Linked DNA regions of Columba livia: region 2 is linked to region 1. Evidence: chromatin contacts called from public Hi-C data. All regions are on one chromosome and are shown on one strand. The core of a region is the stretch at or near the end of the contact, and the rest is flanking DNA. Distances in the headings are between cores, read along the strand shown.

What was found. A called contact is a pair of places that touch in the nucleus more often than the background predicts.
Region 2: a Hi-C map of liver shows a contact between it and region 1, with 2.4 times the contacts expected there. The contact joins two enhancer-like sites.

Annotation. Positions count from the first base shown.
Region 1 is chr1:158,188,755-158,192,654 of bColLiv1.pat.W.v2, forward strand. No RefSeq gene overlaps it. Among named protein-coding and RNA genes, the nearest start is that of ZDHHC17, 17 kb to the right of the region's middle. Within about 2 kb of position 1,642, at least 1 of the 3 cell types and tissues checked has an H3K27ac peak away from gene starts, as active enhancers do.
Region 2 is chr1:158,257,719-158,261,532 of bColLiv1.pat.W.v2, forward strand. All of the region lies in intron 10 of ZDHHC17 (zinc finger DHHC-type palmitoyltransferase 17), which reads left to right. Among named protein-coding and RNA genes, the nearest start is that of CSRP2, 36 kb to the right of the region's middle. Within about 2 kb of position 1,538, at least 1 of the 3 cell types and tissues checked has an H3K27ac peak away from gene starts, as active enhancers do.

The DNA of each region.
Region 1 (3,900 bases), core at 392-2,891:
ATTGTTCAAAACTGAATAAACAGAGGAATGAAATTACAATATCTCTTGATATTCCTTGACATTTTTGAGATTAAAAAAATGAAATTTTCAAGTCCTTATAATAAAACTAACCTCTTCTACAGCATTATCCTGGCCTGTGGTTCAGTTACTGGAGTGATACTTCATCTTTGCTTGTGACCACAACTTAAATCTAAGATAGACTTGCTTGAACTGTTCCTTACAAGTGAAAATATTGCCTCCATCAGAGAAGGCTGGCATTTCATTGCAGGTGCAGGTGGAAAATGGATTGTTTGTGCACTGATTCTATTTCTCTTTTTCTGTACTTCCAACAGGCAAGGGAAGCAGAAAGTAGCCTAGAATCAGGTTGGACTGTTTGAGTCTTAAACTTTCATATTTTCAAATGTGGAGAACTGGAAAGGGACTCTGAACTTTTAGCTACTAGCAAAGGTTATCTGGCTAGAATTTGATTGGAGCTGGAACTAGACGTGTTGGAAGGAGGGTGTTGCCAGCAAGGCAGGAGAGTATCCTTTGAGCTGGACAGTCTTTGGACTAGGTTTTGGGTGAACACTAGGGTAGACTACTTAGATGAATTTAAGTCACAGACTGGCAGGGTATGATGGCCTAAGGTGAAGTTGGAGTTTATTATTTCACTTTTACACATTGAAGGCCAAAGGCTGTGGCTGTAGATAGAAGGAGAGAGTAAACTAGCTCTGAGCTGGCTTAATTTCACTGGGTAGGGTCCGTATACTTTACTGTTAAAACATAGGTTTGCAGAGGGCTCTAGTAGGAAGTTTTCCTGACCCCAAATGACCAGTGAGGTGATTGGAGAAGGGATACAGGCCCTGGGTCAGGCATAGGGATGGTGCAGTAGTCCCTACATTGATCATGAGACCAGGCCAGGGTTTTGGGACCAAAGCACAAATCTCCCACTCTCTTGCCAGGCTTCTGGGAGTGCTGCAGCTCTGGGGTCTGGCCTTGAACAGGAAAGCAAGCGACAAATGAGGGAGAGCAATTTCTTGTATATGTCCCTAAATTTTTGCTCCTTATTCCTGATATCCTCTATTATAGGGGATATTTGGCAGTGGCATGGCCAGGGATGGACAGAGAGAAAGGTCTGTGGATCCAGTTTCTCAGATATGCAGTAGATTTGACACAACTAGAGGTAGGTCAGGACCACAATCTGACAGACTTCTTGGGTTGCTCTGGTTGCCGTATCTTGCTCACATTCCAATGGCTAAAGTAATTGCCAGATCTGGGGTTTAGTTAAGGATTAAGTTTTTCTTTTGTGTCAGATTGGCAGAGGCTGAGCAGCTTTTGCTTTCCTGCAGGGCATGGTGTAGGGTCCATCTGCTAAAAATTTTCCAGGGATGTTTCAGCTAATGGCAGTGTTGTGTGTCTCTTCTGTTCTCTTTTAAAGTGATGCCGTGGTGTAATTTTTGAGGCTTTTTGCCTTTTGGACCAGTGGCCTTGCAATTGTTACACGGTCTCAGAGACTGCTTTATAGTATAAGATATAGGTGGGGGTGCAGGTACTCTGAGAATCCATCTGAGTCTACTGTCAATGCCATCACAGTGTGATCACAGGGAATTGGATTCAATGACCCAGAGGCTCCTTTGCAGTCCCACCTTCTGCCTCACCCCCTGCGAGCTCGGACAACTCATGTGTCCCCCTTTCCATCTAATTTTCCTGTTTCTCTGCTGCTCTTAAATCTTCTTATCTTTAGATATGTTTCTTTATCTGCTTATGAGACTACCTTAAAGTCTAAACAGAATCTTTCCAAAATAAGTGAATACAGTTAATAATACCATCTTTTGAAATTATACTATTCTGATAATGCTCACTCATATCTTCCTATTCATGCATTAGCTTTGGACCCAACATTTCCACAAACTGCTGGAGCTGGAGATGAATCCTTCATATAGCTTGGAAGTTGTGATTATATGTTTTCAGATGAAACATGGCATTGTTTCAAACATAAACCACTTGAAGGCAACGGCCATTTAAGTTGGGTCAGAACCACTGAGGCAAAGTGAGGAGAGAGGATGTTAGTGAAAATAATGTGTTTTTAATCTTCAAAATCTCATGAAACACTGAGCCTAGAAGGCAAACTGCTGTGTATCTTTGCAAAGCTAGACTGGATGACTAGCCTTCTAGTGGCATATGGCATTGATTTCTGTTCTTAGTGATCCTGAGTCATCAATAGTCAATGGTTTTTCAAATCCAGCAAACACACAGGCCTTTTTCTGGACAGGACAGGATGTTTTCTGCATCTCAAGTATCTTTAACCACTTACTGGATGTCATCCAGCCTTGGTGAAACAAGGACTAGCCAGTAGGAATACACAGAACTTTAAATAAAAAGGGTTTGTTCTCCTGCTGTGGGAGAGTAAGAAATGCAGACATAGCTATATAAGAGGAATTGTCTGCATGAGGCTTTCTTCTCAAAGGCTTACATGGGGAGCGTAAAGCTCCTCTTAAACACTCACTTCTTAGGCAATGGCACTAATGGCACACTGTGCACAGAGTCTTCAGTTTTAATAGCAGCTGCTTGGGTAACAAGAAGGTTCTGTTGCCTGATTTTCTAATCCTGCCTGCATTGTTTTTGGAAATGTCCTTTCTGTGCAAAGCCCTGGGGAAGAAAGTAAATTCTTTTCCATTTTTGAGTGCCTGGGATTTGTGAATACTAGAAACAGGCCAAAGCCTCGATACTATTCTTGACATTTCAAAGTCGACTAAGCTGAAAATCAAATACTGCTTAATGACAGAGAAAGAAAAGATTATGGCTAGTATTTCCCTCCAGATGCATGAGACTCTGTGGCTTCCTTGTTCCCTTGCCCAGCCCGCAGGCTGTATACATCTGGTGGGAGAAGATTTAGTGCAACTCGAAAACTGAAGAGCTGTGACTTTGTGATTAACAAACACTTGACAAAAAAGAAAAAAATGTTTCAAGAGATGATGGGTGAGAAATGCCCCTATTCTTTCCCCAGCCACCTCTCTTTTTCTCCTCTAGTACCCTCCTTTCTCTGTGTTTTACTGCCCATTTTAATTGTTTCTTTGTCATTTTCTCTCCTCTTTATTGACTCAGATTCTTTTCTTTCCATGCACGGGTCTTTTTTCTGGTTTCTCATGTAACCCCCACCACCCCGTAATCTACCCCTTCATTTTGTGCCTTGTCTTAGTCTGTTCCTCTTTTCATTTCTCAACCTATTTGTTAAGATTTCTGCCAACTTAAGACAAGGCTACTGGCATAGAGAAGGACCTGGCTTCACTCCTTAGATGAGCTCTGCAAGCAACAAACAATCTGGGACATCAACAGGCTACGGTAATCTTCATGCCTTTGGAGACCGTGTTGGGCTTTATTATTGTCCAATGTAATAAGCACAAACACAGAGTGATAATGTGTCACTGCAGCAAAAGGGAAGGGCAGATTCCCATATCAGAACATTGACTGACCAAGTCTTAAGTAATTCCATCTGTATTCATGGAATCATACTGTCTACATCAGTGTTTGCAAAGATATCCACTGCCCCTTTCTATTAAGAGGTGGCTCCTGCAAATACTGGACCTGATTCACTGCTAATATTGCGGAAGTTTTGCACCAGCAGAACTTCACTGGTCTCTGTGGAGGGAGGCCAAGTTTAGGGATATATATGAGAGCAAGAGTAGCAAATCTAGCCTTTGTATTTTCTCTGAGTGCTTTCCAAATCTTCAGTTGTATTTTGAGAGTTTCTGCATTTTTATTAAAATTCAATTATTCATGTTCGATAGAACTTGCTCTGGTGCTATTGTGCTTTAAAAACTGGAAACTCCTTCAATGTACAGTACAGAAAAAACAAAAGCTGCTATTGTCCTTGAGGGGAACACTACAAGGCTGCTGGTTCTGTTCTTTCAAGCAGACTGA
Region 2 (3,814 bases), core at 288-2,787, 69 kb after region 1:
CTGCATATGAAAGTGAATAAAGTAATTACAATTTTTAAATGCCTATTTCCATTAAATATTGTTTTGGTTTTATGGCAGTTACTTTCTTGCTTTAAAAAAGTGCACATTATTGCTTTGCTTCAGTGAATGAAAGATTTTCCTCAAAACTGGCTTATAGTAGTCTGTGAAACTTCCTGTGCTTTACCAATTTCTTAAGCAACTCTATAAAATATGCTGTGACTTTGAGGTGACAAAGTGTAATTGACATTTTAGACACTGCTTTTCTGAAAAGCAGTGAGTAATTTCATGGTTCCAGCTTTATAGTTAGTTCTTTGAAAAATTTTAATTGCATTTCATTTCATACAAACTGTAAATATATTCACTGTATTTTCAGTTTTTGAGGATGTGTGTATTAACAACACTAATGATAGACATTCTGCATATGCCCATCTTTTTATGGTTTTTGACTGTCTACCTAGATATGAACTTTTCGTACTCACAGGGGTACAAATTTATTCAGAGTTCACTGAAGAATGTCAGTTATCCACCTTAAGGAAATAGATTAAATTTTTTAGGCAACTTTCTTGGGTGTTGTAATACAATACCCAAGAAAATGAAATAGAAAATTAATGTTTTATTATATGTTTGATACAGTTCTTCCAGTTGTAGATAGTTGAAATGAACTTAATATTTATGATGGATGTTGGTTTGACTTTTCTAAAACCCGTTTTTCTTTTCATCCTCAAAGGAATTACCATGAACTAGGAAAGTAGCAATGCAACCCTTTTTTCATCTTATTAAGCTGTTCTCCGACCTTAGCTAAAAGAGCCTGATGTTTTTGGGTTGAGAACAGAGATGAGACCCTGCTTCCATGCTGCCTTTGTCTTCCATGCTGACAGTCTTTGCAAAGGTGCTGCTGTGAGTAATACCAGTCCCACGTGGCTGGAGATGACTGCTATTTCAAACTAAAACAAACAAAACAAACTTAAAAATCTAGCAGCTGTTAAGTAAAAAAAAAATAAAATAATATCAATGTTAGCATGAATATGTCTTGAAAGAGTTACTTAGAAATGCTGGTCCTGCTACCCATCTCTGACCTGATTTCCTGTCTTTTTACTCAATTAAATTTACTAGTAACTGCAGAATGAGGAAAGCGCGTACAAAATGAATATGAAAAGCATTTTAGAAAGCAGTAGTTTAAAACGGAAGTGTATTTTCCAGCTTTTATGCAAGGGAGTGGAGCTGCATAAACATGTCCTACCACTAGACTAAAATTGCTTTTCTGTTCTTTTCATTAAGAAAAGCGAACTTTTGGCAAATAGTAAAATACAAATTTCTGTGGCGGTTATAACTGCGTGATATCCCTTTTGAATCTCATCTCTCTGTACCTTGGAGGTTTTCTTTAGAAAATCACATTTGCTAATGCTGCCCCATGTTTTGGGTTGTGAATGTTGAGCTACTGTGGAATGCTTTTTCATGCTAATGTAACATCAGCTTGAGACACATCTAGGAATGTGCACAGCTTTAAATCAGAGTCCTTGACCATATTAAAATGTCTGCCCAGCCAACACAATTGATGACGATCTCTATTTTGATGTAGAAAGCTGTCCCTTAAGGCTGCCGAATTGTTAGATTTTAATCCTGAAGCTTGTATTTTTCTTCATATTTGTACCGTGTTGCTTAGATTTTTATGTCTGGTAGCCGTTCTGCTTAATGTAACTTGAAGTTAGTTTCTTTTGTTTTTTGGGGCTTTTTCTTGGTTTACAGAATAATGTTCATTGTCCACTGGAAGTAGTAACCATAGACAGTTATTTACCCTAATAAAGCCTAACTTCAGAATGTCAATAAAATAATGTACTGCTTCTGTATTTTAAGGTAGGTACCTCAAAACCTTTTCAACAGCCTTTTTGTACACAGAAGTAGTAGTCTAAAAACTTTGGTTACTAATTGCTTTCATTAGAGCTGACACAATTCTCTGTGACAAGCAGTTTCAGAGACTTACTGCTTGAGGCCATCTTCCTTTAATTGATGATTTTTAATTGGAAGTCTTTGTAATAAGATTCTAAATTCATTCTTCTTCTGGAAAATTGCCCTGTAGCTTTATTGGGGGAAAAAAAAAAAAAAGGAATCGCATGCCTGCTCTATTTTTATAGCATGAGGCACAGCATTGTGGTTGGAGAAAGGGTTCTTTTATTTTTACAGCTTTATATGATTACTTGTGATAGACCAGAGTACTACTTTATACTCTGTAATATTCAAGTGGTGAAACTTGGCCTGGTAGTTTTTACGAATTCTGACCATCTTCTGCTCCGGAAAAAAAGTTTCTAAGCTTAAATAGCTATCACTAATTGCATTATTGAAACTTTGTATTGTAAGTAATACAAAAGTCTTAATTGCTGCAAGTGTTACTTTAGTATTCAGGTGTTTGGTAAGAATTTTCTTGCAGATATTCTGAAGGTGTCTGGAAGAACATCTGGTCTTCCGAGATTAATCCTAATGAGACAGAAAAGGGCAGTTGAAACAATGTGTCATAAAGAACAAACAAAACCAAAGATTAGCAGTGTGGTTTCTTGAATTTCAGGGTGATCATATGAAAACTAAGTATAAATTCTAAGGCTAATGATATGTCTTCTAAAAGACCAAGCTTGAGAGTAAATTCAAACAGTTTAGATAGTTCTAGTGTACTGACTTTTCGTAAATGTTTCCATTCTGTTTGATTTTTCTCAGCAGCTTCTGACTCTGGTATATTTGTTAAAATAGAAATCCTATTCTTGCTGGGAATGAGGAAGTTATGATCTGTGAATTTATAGGTATATGAGTCTATGGTCTAAACCTTCCCTGCCACTGTTGTGCTGCTGTATTATTGCTTCCCCTTTATCTGTATTTTACCCATAAGAAAGGACAGTTATGTGTTGCCCTGTTAGTGTATTCTAATCTTCTGCGGTTTGCAGAATGGGGGGGGAACCCTCAAAAATCCTGCACACTAAATCACCATATCTTAATTTAGTTTTATTTTTCAAGTAAACAAAAAGATTTGAAATTACACTTTTAATAACATGAGACTAGAATTTCACATTTCATTATCTTTCATTAGCCTTTATAGGTAGAATTCTCTCTTGTGTCCTGTAAAAGTCCAGGGCACAAGTACCGAGTTCATATCTCAGTTGTTCACACAGTCTTTTCAGTTCCAGCTGAACAAATAGTGCCTGTTGTGTCAGATGGTTCTTATACTGCTCTGTTTTTGTAAGATGTCAGGGTTTGCTGTAACTCAAAATATTCACAGTAGGGTTGGTTTTTTTTTGTTGTTCTACCATTTCCATTTGGTGCAAATGGGAGTGTGCAGCTTTCATTAATTAAACTTTTTTGATACCGCATACTACTTGCAGTACTGATGTAATGAGATGGTGCAAACCAGCTTATATTTTTAAATAATTTGTTATTGACTAATACTTGATTATCTTATTTCAAATATACTTCATGTATTGATGGCTTTTAGATGAAGGAAAACAAACACTACACACTTTTTCAATTCGGGATCATTGTAAAAATTGGGTGTAAGAGAATTCATGATGATTTTCATGCTGTCACACAGGTGTTACAATAACGTAGTGTTTCAAAAATTGTAACAAGCCAATTGGTACAATTAAGCAGTTAAAAACAAACAAAAAAAACAAAACACATTCATATTACAAAAACTAGATTCATAAACTTTTTCTAAACTAAAAAAGAAAAGCAAAACCAAATATAAGAGGTGGAGGAGGTGGCAGTGAATTATTATTTTTTGCAAGTTAAGGAATTTTCTTTGATAGATTGAAAATGGAGGTAGAGAGCTTTT